2 separate regions of the Gossypium hirsutum genome follow, and region 2 is linked to region 1. A link is a contact called in public Hi-C data. All regions are on one chromosome and are shown on one strand. The core of a region is the stretch at or near the end of the contact, and the rest is flanking DNA. Distances in the headings are between cores, read along the strand shown.

Region 1 (5,466 bases), core at 2,521-5,020:
ATCATTATAATCATCTAAAAGTTAATGATTTTGGTGCAAAACAAAAAATTAAATAAAAATTCTAAGGCTGGCTCCTACGTCAGAAAAATATATGATTGTATTGTTTTAGTATGTTAACCTCTTCTCTTCCAATTTATTGTTTTAGAAGGGTGTTTGAAAATTCAAATAAAAAATTCATTATTTCAGAATTTACATAAACTGAAATTAATTTTTACTATTAAATTAGGATTTAATTGAAGACTGAATGTTATTTAAACTATTTAGACTTGAATGCAAATGTTACGTAAAAATCTTGGAATGTCGTATTATTTATGTCGTATTATTGTCAAACCGTATCTATCATGGAGTCTTTTAAGCAAAATGGGAAAGCAATATAAAGACTTAAACAGCACTTCGTGTATGGCTAGTTCTCATTTCAATAAGTTCCAAGGTATTGGTTATTTCCTTTCCATTTATTATTAAAGGGTTTTCTATAGTAAGGGATGCTTGAAGAGATTGGCAGAGTAACTTTTAACCTATAAAAACACATAATTGATGATTGCAATGACATTTTACTACGTTTATAATAAAAACATATCTTTATAAATTTGTGATTCAAAACAGTATACAATCCTCTATGAAAATTATGATATTACCCACTCTGAAGCTTTTTTAGCAGCTTTTTATCTCTAACTCCATCATGAAGAAGATCATATGCATAATAAGTTATATGACCCTTTTTCAACAAATCTTCTACAACTATCTTAGGAGCTGCAATTTCCTTCTTATTTGACTCGAAAATGGTGTTCACGATCTCAGGAACAATGTCCTTTTTCACCATAAGGTGGATGAGACCAACTGCATTATTAACCCTATTCTCTACGCAAAGACAGTTTATAACCCGTCCGAATGTTGTTAACGATGGAATGAACCCTTTTGTAACTTTTTCCAGAAGGAAATCATAACCTGAATCAACTCTTCCCGTTTTGCAGAAGCCATCAATCATGACACGATACGTATAACTGTCGGGGGTATAACCATTTTCACCCATTTCATGGAAAAGCTTTTCAGCCATATTGATCTTTAGCTTCTCAGAAAAAGCATTGATCATAATATTGTACGTCGCCGTTGTATGACAAACCTTGTATCTTTGTCCCATTCTTCTAAACAGTTGATATGCTCCATCCAGGTCTCCGTTATCACAAAATCCATGGATCAGCGTGCCAAAACTAACGATATCTGGAGAAAGACCCTTCTTTTCTATTTCCTCGAGCAAGTCCATTGCTTCGTTAACTTTTCGAGCTTTACAGAGGCTCTCAACAAGTATATTGTATGTGATTACATTGGGAATGCACCCTTTCTCCATCATGGTTTTAAAAGTTTCCATGACATCTTCGGACTTCGAAGTTTTACAGAGGCCATTCAGCACAGAGTTATATGTTATCACATCAGGAATAACATCATAGTTCCACATTTGATTTAAAATCTCAACTGCATTTTCCACTTTCAACTGCTTACAGTATCCATCGATCAAAGTATTAAATGTAAAAATATCCGGAAGGTAACCTTTCGCAATAGCATCATTCAGTAAATTGTTAGCATCAGAGACACACCCCATCTTGCATAATCCATTTATAACTATATTGTAAGTCCATATGTTGGGACTGCAACCATTTTCCGACATCTCATTCATCAGCTGCAAGGCTTGCAAAATCAGCCCCTGCAAAGACAACCCTTTGATAAGAGTGTTATACATAATAATATTAGGTTTTAATCCTTTCCCCAAAGCCTCATTAAATACAGCCACAGCACGGTCTGTCTCACCATGCTGGCATAAACCGTTAATTAAGGAACAATAAGTGAATTCATCGGGAATAAAACCCTTGAAAACTGCATCGTTGAGAATCTTATCTGCATTTTGTATTATGCCCAATTTGCAATATCCATCAATGACAGCATTGTAGGTAAAACCATCTGGCTCCAAACCTTCATTCACCATTTTATGCAAAAATATTTCAGCTTCTACAACCTTGGCGCTCTTACACAAGCCACATATTAAGGTATTGTATGTAACAACATCTGGTTTCAGACCTTCCTTAGCCACACCATTCAAAAAACTAACGGCCTCATTTAGTGCACCTTTTCTGCAAAGCCCTTGGATAAAGATATTGACTGTAAACAAATTTGGAGACACTCCCCTCTTCATGACCTTGTTAAGCAGCTTTTCGCTTTCTCGAACATTCCCCTTCTTGCAAAGAATGTGTATAAGTTTATTAAAAGCAGTGATATTTGGAGCAATTCCGAGCTTAAGCATCTCATCAAACAACTCATATGCCTCAATGTGATGGTTCTCTTCAAAAAACCCTCCTACTACAGTACAATAAGCTGCTGCATTTATCTCACATCCAAGCATAGGCATGTTTCTAAGAAGCCTTAAAGCAGCATGAGGCCTCTTTGTCCTACAAAATGACTTTATCCTAATCGTAAAAGTGTACACGTCGGGGACGATCCCTTTATCTCTCATTCTCATATACACCTTGTGCGCTTGATTGAAATATCCATATTCAACCAAAATATTCATGATTGCATTATATGATAAAACTGTTGGCTCGCAATTATAAAAATCCATCCTTTCAAACACAGCGATGGCTTCCTGAACTTTCTGTTTGCGTCCATAATTTCTCATGCACCCGATATAAACTCCTTCAAGCAGACTGCTGTCGACATTCAGTCTCATCTCTAGCAGTACCTTCTCCATAGCCTCAAATTCCCCATGAAACCCAAGCTTGTCAATCATGCACTTATAGGTTAACAAAGTATGCTTGAATCCATCTTCTTTCTTTACTGCATTGAACATTTGAAGCGCTTTGAGCGGATCCCTTTGGTGTTTTACAACTGCAGCTACATGTTTAGGAAGCAAAGCAGGACTCATTCCAAAAAGAGAAATCTAACACAATATAATCATATCCAAGCCTATTAAGCCAATTAACATCTGAAGGCGTTCAGCTCTTCTTCTCACATTAAGCTTTGGCTTATCCTAAAACAAGAAAAAAATTACCCAAAAGATATGACCATTAGTTTGTAATTCGAAAAACCCTAGTCCAAAATTAGATACTCTTTTCAGGAATGAAAAGCTCTACACTTCAATGATTAACAGATATAAAAAGGAATCAAATCCTTCAATGCTAAATCTAAGATAATATGGGAAACAAGTAAAGTAAGCAAATGGGTTAAAAAAATTGTCTTCTTTTCTTCCACTTTCTCAGGAAACAAATAAAAGCAGCAATGCATTAACTACTCGATATTAGCATAGACAATAAATAAATAAATAAAACTGAAACATAGAATTAAAGAAAGAAAGGATACCAGAAAAAAGTTGCAGCATTTGTAATGCCCGAAAGTAGCCAAGAAGAGATTGAACTCCAATTTGAATTGGCGTGGCTGAAGGTTATTCCAAAGGGAGAAAAGGTAGCGGGAGTTTCAGAATTCAACCCAATCAACGGTTCAGATATCACTATTTGAAGCTTAAACTGGGACCCATCTCGTATACTCAATCGAACGGCAAGCAGGGTAATATAAAGTATCTCCAATTTTCATTCTTTTCAACTGCGCTTTGAAGAGCAGGAGAAAGGGAAAAAAATGGCTATAGTGGAAGGGTGCGTGAAAGTAGAGACGGGTTTGGATTTGGGTTGGGGTTTGGATGGAGAAATCATACCCTCTTAGTGTGAGATGGCTCAGCCCCTACACATGCATGTTACCTTTTAATCGAGTATGGTGAGAATTTTCTTCTTTTGCGCGGTGCCTCTTATGAAGGTTTTAATTGATTTACCATTTAAATTTCAAGTCTTTATGTTAGTTGTCTAAGCAGCCATAGCAAGTATCCTAATGTGTGTTAAAGAATATGACAGCAATGGATTGAAAATACACAAATCACTTAAAATCCAAGTTGAATTAATAATATGTAGATTAGTATTAGAGATCTATATCTTGCTTATTTTTAATGTAACATATATATAAACGGTCACGTAGACGCTATATCATTAAAGTTAACAAATATAAATATTTTCATTTACTTGCTATATCATTAAAGTTAATAACCGAAAATATTTTTATTTATTTAAGGTGATTTTACAATTGTAAAGTTGAAGGTTGAAATAAGCCATTATGTCAAAATGTTTTATAGTTTATAATTATAAAATAGGATATTAACATAGATGTTGAGATGGCCGAGTTGGTCTAAGGCGCCAGATTAAGGTTCTGGTCCGAAAGGGCGTGGGTTCAAATCCCACTCTCAACAATGTTATGCTATTTTTATGTGTTCTTTTCTGTATAGTGGGTTTCTTTGGGCTTTTCTTTGTGAGCAGTATTTGTTTTTCATGGGGGTTCTTTTTTAAATGCGGTTATGAATTAATCGTACTTACAAACTTCGATTCTATTTTGTTGTTGAATTTCGTTAAAGCTTTGATTTTTCATTTGAATTTATGTTTAAAGTTTCTTCAATGAATAGCATTTTGAGCAGGCCATCTTGTTTAATCAAATCCACTCTTTTCACTAATTTTTTCTTAGATCAAGCTAATGGTTTTACTTCATTCTATATGCCCATATGTCAAAGTTTACCAATACTACGATGTAGTATTAAAATTTACTCTAAATTAATTCTAGTTTGTTTTATATTATTTTTTACTTAATTTACATATTAATTATATTGTGAATTTCAAATATTACAATGTCGATGTTAATTATACAAATATAAAAGAATTTATTGTATCTTGTTGTGGGGTATGATACCATTTGAGAGAATGATGCTGAACACAAGCACCATAAATATGTTACAAACTCTTTAATTTGAGACATTTAAGGCTTTTAAATGTGGTTGAGAAGACATTTGTTATTTTTTTAAAAAAATACTTTACATATTAACATCACCTTAGTATAAAAAAAAAATTAGGTTAGATCATACTAGCATGTTGCATGTTTCATAAATTCAATTATATGTGGAATTGAAATGATTCATACTTGAAAAAGTACATGAAAGAAGGAGATCTTGATAATTCTAATGATGCAGATTAAAATTTAAATGATGATGAACTCGATCAAGAACAAACAAAGGACGATAGAAAGCATATGTTAAATATTAAAAAAGGAATAATCTAACAAATCTACTATAGAATAATTAGATAAAATTACATATGATGTTTTTCTTTTTTGTTATTCTCATTAGTACTCATATTATCAATTGTTTTTTTCTTTAAACTAAATAATACTTATGATGATTTGCTTTTAATTATTGTTACTTAATTAAAAATTATTTTATCATATTAATAATTCTTATAGTAATTAATATTTTAAAAGTATAAATGATGTAAATGTGTAATTATAATTTGTACTATCATGATATAGGGAATTACGGTGTAATTAGAACATGCCTAGAGAATTATAATTATTTGTAATTAGAACAAAATATACTCTATACTATCCAAACGAACT
Region 2 (5,935 bases), core at 2,759-5,258, 480 kb before region 1:
AGAGCTTACAATACCAATAAGCCTTTAATTTTTGTATTGATAGAAATATATATTATTAATTATATTAATTTTCATTGATTGTAATTGATATTTTAATTGTATTTAAAATTGGTTATTTTTCCAATATTAGTCTTTAATTTGATTAAGGATTAATTTATAATATTTGATTTAATAAAATTTTAAAAAATACATTATGATGGCAATAAAATATATTTGTAGCGCAGGGGTAAATGTTGGTTCTCAATTCAAAACTACAATTATATTTATAAATTGATAAAAAAAAAAAGAATTATTGAACAGAAACTTAAAAATGACATATGGATGAAAAGCAACGGGCGATAGCTTTCCTAGAAAAAGTAAAAAAGGAAAGCAAAAGTAGGAAGAAAAGACAAAAGGATATCATGGAATAGTGTTTCATAACTCAACTCATCATGTGGCTTCTGTTTCCTGCTTTCCTTCTAAATATCTATTAGCCCCATCCACCCCACTTTGTTGTCACCTTTTAAGTAATCTATCTGTCTGCTTTCTTCTTACTTTTATAACTATAGGGCATTATTCATTTTGTAAAAATTAGGGTTCTTAAATCTTCAACTAAAAGTGGCACACTGCATTCTGCAAAACTTATAGATTCATACGTAAAGATTTTGAGGTTGGTTTTACTTTCTATTATAAAAAGTGGATTTTGAAAAAGAAAAAAGGAAATGCAGCATAATAATAATTTTATATGAGGGAACTTCAGCTCAGCAGGTATTTGCCTTTTCTGTGCAAGTTGTTTGGATTCCATTGGCCAGTGAAAAGGAAAGTCACTTGGCTTGTTTTCGAATAAAATATTCAAGCTTATCTTCAACATAAAGGTGGTCCTTGGAATGAAATTCCATCTTTTGCTTCACAATACTACTGTTTCTTACATGGTTGCTTTTTGTTCCTTCACTTAAATGAATTTCATCTGATACGGGTATATTCAACTTTTGGCTTAGAGAAAATGCAAGTGTCCAAGGCGAGAAGAGTGAAGTATAAAAAGCAGTATGGATAATGAGGAAAAAGACTTCCACTCTTGAGTTTCAGTATGAAAATTTAGTTCAATACATCTAAAGATATAGTTCTCCAATACTGTCATGGTATTTTACATATATAGAGATATATACATGAATACAAACTGAGCAAGCGCTAAGTAAAAAATCTAAACCCGTATCTTTACTGTTTATTGTACTGTTACAACAAGAGAAATCAGTTTTCCCTGAGCTTTTCTCATCATCCTAGAGGGGGAAAATTGGACTAAACCCTCCTTTTTCCTTCCCTTTCCCATGCCCGCCTCCGGTCTTTGTCCTGGGCAGCAGCTATCTAGCTCCCGAATGAGACGATCCCGGTAAGTGTTTCACAAGTATTTATGGCCTATATATCAAGAACCTAGCTTTCAAGAACTCTCATGGAAGTTGAGGGATCTAGACAAGGCTGCAGGGTTTGCTCTCAATACTGGTGATGATTCAGCTACATGATTCTTTTCATCACTCTTTGGATGGAAAGCCTTGAAAAGCCCTCCCCCACTAAGTGATTCGTTCTTAATCCCTAGTGTCGCCCATATGGAACTTTTTGCAGCTTCACTCGGATCATCGATCCTTAAAGTTTTCGGAACCAGAACGCATCCGTTCTTCTGTTTAGTTGCCTTTTGTTTCTCTGAATCATCTAGTTTGGCCATGTCCCCTTCCCTAGAATGTTTGCCCAACGTCGGCCAATTTGGACCTGAAGTTGGAGCCTTGTGGTTTGAAGAAGTGGATGATGACTGAGGAGACAACCAAGGCACGTTCCAAGTGCCGGGAATCCCACAGTTCCAATAGGCTGCAGCAGGATAGAATGACATGGGAAATCCGGATGGGCAAAATGCCGGTGGAGGCACCGTGGAATTCCATGGGTAAGGCCAAGGAACACCAGGTAAACAAGGAATTGGTGAAGGGAAGCCATTAATGTTGCCCATCCTATTTTCCTGAATGCAACTTCTACCACCTTCCTCCATTGAGTTTGAAACCGTGATAGAAGATCCACTCGAGCAATCATCACCGTTTTCCCTTCTGTTTGGAACTGATACTCTTTGTTCTTCAAGACCATGAAATCCATTTCGGGCACCATTCAAAACCTTTTTCTCCCCAAGGTTTAAGACAGAGGCCATGGAATCGCAAATGGGTGCATCTAGGCCAAAGCTAAGGACCCTTCCATTGCTTTTCAAGGCAGGGTGATGTGCTGCATTAGGAGCATCGATTCGAGCTGCTTGAAGAGCCTCCGAAATGGAGATGTGTCGGTAATGCGAGGCAGAGTTCTTATTCTTACGACGACCAGCTCCTACCGGTACGTTTCTCATCGTACCACCTGCAGTCCAGTATCTTTGACAGGCTTTGCAGAAATGACGAGGTTGTTTGATGTTGTAATTATTGTAGTAGCAAAACTTTGTATCCATGCTATTGCAGCGGGGGCATGGAAGTATTTGATCTGGCTTTTTAAGTGTTTTCTCCTGTGATTTGCTACCATCACTTTGTTCTTTATCAGTCTTTCCGGTCTTCGATTTTCCGGTTTCTTCGTCAATAGATGGAGTTTTCGGGTTTACATTAGGCTCCGGCGAAGTCTCTGGATTAGTTGATTCCTCTCTATTTGAGGGCTGGATGTTGTCATCTTCTTGTCCAGTATCAGCAATCCGTTCTGCTAAAGAATCCTGAAATTTAATATGCTTCCCTAATAAGAAACTTTAAGTAGACCAAAAAATTTTCTACATGATCCTATCTCAGTTCTCAGCCAGAATCAAGAAAATTTTCTCGAGAAACAAACAAGTATAAATATGATAAGGGTCCTAAAGAACATCCCCCCTCCTTTTTATATTGTTTTATATGAAAATTGTTTAAAGTTTTATTGATATAATCAAGGGGGCATAAACATAATAACAATAAGATATTCCATGAAATTTCTTGAAAATTTTGGGAATTCAGTTAATAGGCTAAAACTTATCGAGATATTCAACAAAAACAAAGCTAACAAAGATTTTAATACTGCAAATAAGAAGGAATCGAACAGATATATTGAAAAACCAAGAAGGAAAGACTTTCCCAGTTAAAAGGATCTATGGGATGTGGAATCTAAAAAATATTGATTGGCTAAATCCAATAAAGAAGTTAAAAAAAAAATAGACATTTGGCAGAACGAGGACTTCAAATTTCTTGTATAATAATCACCCCAAAAAAAAAATTCTGATTTTTTAGAACTAATTATTTTCTACTCTAAATAATCAAAGCCCAGATAAGTAAAAAAAAAAACACACACACACACACAAACAATCTGGAAGCTAAATAAATATTTTTCAATTTCATATTTTAAAAGAATTGTATGGTAATTCAATAGTTTTTTTTTGGGGGGGGGGTAGAATCCAAAAGATTAGCAAGAAAAAGAAAAAGCTAGTTCTAGCAAAAGAAGTAGGATCCAAAAATGGAAAATTGAAGAAAAAGTAAAATTGACCCATTAATTTTTCACCATTTCAAGAAATGGGTAATCCTTAAAATCCCCAAGAAGATTAAAAAGAAACATTGTTTTATTGAATTGGCCAACCTGCTCTGTTTTGTCTTTCTGTTCATCTTCTTCTTCACCACCATCACCATCACCATCACCACCAACACCATCATAATCATCATCATCATCAAATTCTTCATAGTCTTCATCATCTACTACTCTGTTCCCACACTGAGCCTTGTCGAATTCATCAACAGAGAGAGTTGAAATCTCTCCATCAGCAGGTAAATGAATTTTCTTACCAAACAACTTGATCCCAGGGTCTTTACTTTCTTGCATTTTCTCAACAACCAAACAAGAACCAGCTAAGACAATTCGTAGGTATTGATTTTTTTTTTTTAAGGGGGAGGGGGGTTGGTAAATTGGTGTGAAGTGATATGAAGTTAAGTGTGAGGGTTAATGGATGGGTTTAAAAGAGAGGTGGATGCCACGATATCACCATGGTTTGATTCTCAGCCACAAGTTCTTGTGGCCTTGAGATTTTCTTTTTCTTTGGCTTTTTCTTTTGATTCGGTAGTAGGGTAGGATGGAGAGTTTGTGCAACCGGGGGACTGTTTGGCTGCTTTTGTGATGTGGATTTCTGGTATTGGTTGAATCCTGGATAAAAGTCTCCCTGCGATTTGATGCTACTGCCATACTACTAATATTTTTTTTCCTTTTTCTTATATAACTTTTAGCTACTGTTTAGAGGTGAGATTTTTAAAGTCAGATTTATAATTATCTTTTATTATTATTAATTTTAGATATATATTTATAAAAAGAAAAAAAGAAAAGCAAGAGATATCTGCCAGAGAAGTAGAAAGGAACATACATGCTTTTCTCGACCAATACAGGAAATAGGGTCATTCTCCATGAAGATACACAAATTTAATTTTATCGTAAAATTATTTGCAATCAAATTTATCCGTTTGAAATATTATAAAAACCTTGCTCCCAAATTTTCATCCATATCTTCTACTTATCTTTCATTTCTGACTTTAGTTTTTTTTTATAAAAATATTATAAAAGTTTTTGTATTATAAGTCGGATTACATTTTGTTATCTCTATTCAAAAATAGATAAATTAGTCATTATATATTAAATTAGCATACAGTACTGTCAGGTTATTTTATCAGCCATGTCAGTTTTTAATCATGAAAATAAATAAAATTTTTAACAGAAATAACCAATTTACTTTTTATCTAATATACAGGAACTAAATTATTTATTTTTCAAATAAAGATGACAAAATATAATCTAACTTTTAATATAACAACCTTTATAATAATTTTACTGCTTTTCTATTTTACCAAAAATATTCACTACAAATATAGAGGGAAAAACTAAATGAGCTTGACCCAGATGGTGCAAATGATAATTTATAGCTTTAATTCCATCATGTATGATTGCACTTTCAATTTCTACTCACAATGTCTATAACCAATCGTGGATGACTCCCTACATTGCTTTTTAGTCTCTACTATTTTTTTTAAAAAAAGTAATTTTAATCCAAGCTAGTTGATATCTACTTTTATTATTTGAATTTATATTTCATGCATCATTTGCAATGTAAAATTTATACAACATAATCAAATTTTAGAATATCAATACAAAAGTTAAAATATGTTTCAAATCTTTTTACTTTTCGTAAATTTAAAAGTTAGTCATTCTAATTTTATTTTAATGGAATTTAAGATTTTTACTTTTTAAATTTTAAAATTCAAGTTAAATTATTAATGTCACCTTAAAATTCATCTATTAAATTCGTTAGTGAGGCATTTATAAATTAAAAAACCATTAACAAAAAGATAATGCTGTAACAAACTTAAATTTAACAGCTTTAACGATGTTAATAACTGGGTTTGCATTTTAAATTTTGAAAAACAGAGAGACTAAATCCTTTGAAATAAAAATAGGACTAAATTCCAAATGTACAAAAAAATAGCAATTTAAATCGCATTTTAACGTTATAAATACAAGGCATATGATAATTTTTGAGGGCTAAAGTGATAAAAAAATAAAAGTCAGAGTGACAAAATGAATAAACATTACCGATAAAAATAATTTACTGAACAATGTATAACAAAAATATTAATTTCTTTAAATAACTCTTACAGTAATTTTTTTATAACACAATTTATGAAAACTAGAAGATTAACAGAACAAAATGAGACTTTGTTTTGAAGTTCTTTTTATGTGATATATACCAAGTGAAATATTAATCCTATTTGTAGGAAATTCCACTAATGATCATATAAAGACATAACTACATAACCATCTTAATAGTTGTCTATTTGGATAGTCACAATTTTTGGTAATAATCATGACTATTCGAATAAGTATTTAATCGAATTGTCACACCTCTTGTAACAGCTCGTTTTTTAGTGATGTATGAAATAGTGGTTTCGGA

The links. Hi-C and Micro-C count contacts between places; a contact is called where the count stands out from the background.
Region 2: a contact with region 1 is called in a Hi-C map of leaf, with 1.8 times the contacts expected there. The contact joins the promoter of LOC107934268 here to the promoter of LOC107941781 in region 1. A contact is called at or near these places in 2 of 34 Hi-C or Micro-C datasets (both in leaf).

What each region holds. Positions count from the first base shown.
Region 1 is chrA12:97,495,398-97,500,863 of Gossypium_hirsutum_v2.1, reverse strand. It overlaps LOC107941781 (putative pentatricopeptide repeat-containing protein At1g74580), which reads right to left and starts at 3,770. Exons shown (of 2, transcript XM_016875388.2): 1 at 3,346-3,770; 2 at 560-3,016. The coding sequence starts at 2,911. The coding sequence ends at 632. TRNAL-AAG (transfer RNA leucine (anticodon AAG)) reads left to right here and starts at 4,196; the gene lies at 4,196-4,276.
Region 2 is chrA12:97,979,670-97,985,604 of Gossypium_hirsutum_v2.1, reverse strand. LOC107934268 (cyclic dof factor 3) reads right to left here and starts at 4,008. Exons shown (of 2, transcript XM_016866641.2): 1 at 3,586-4,008; 2 at 1,031-2,701. The coding sequence starts at 3,825. The coding sequence ends at 1,415.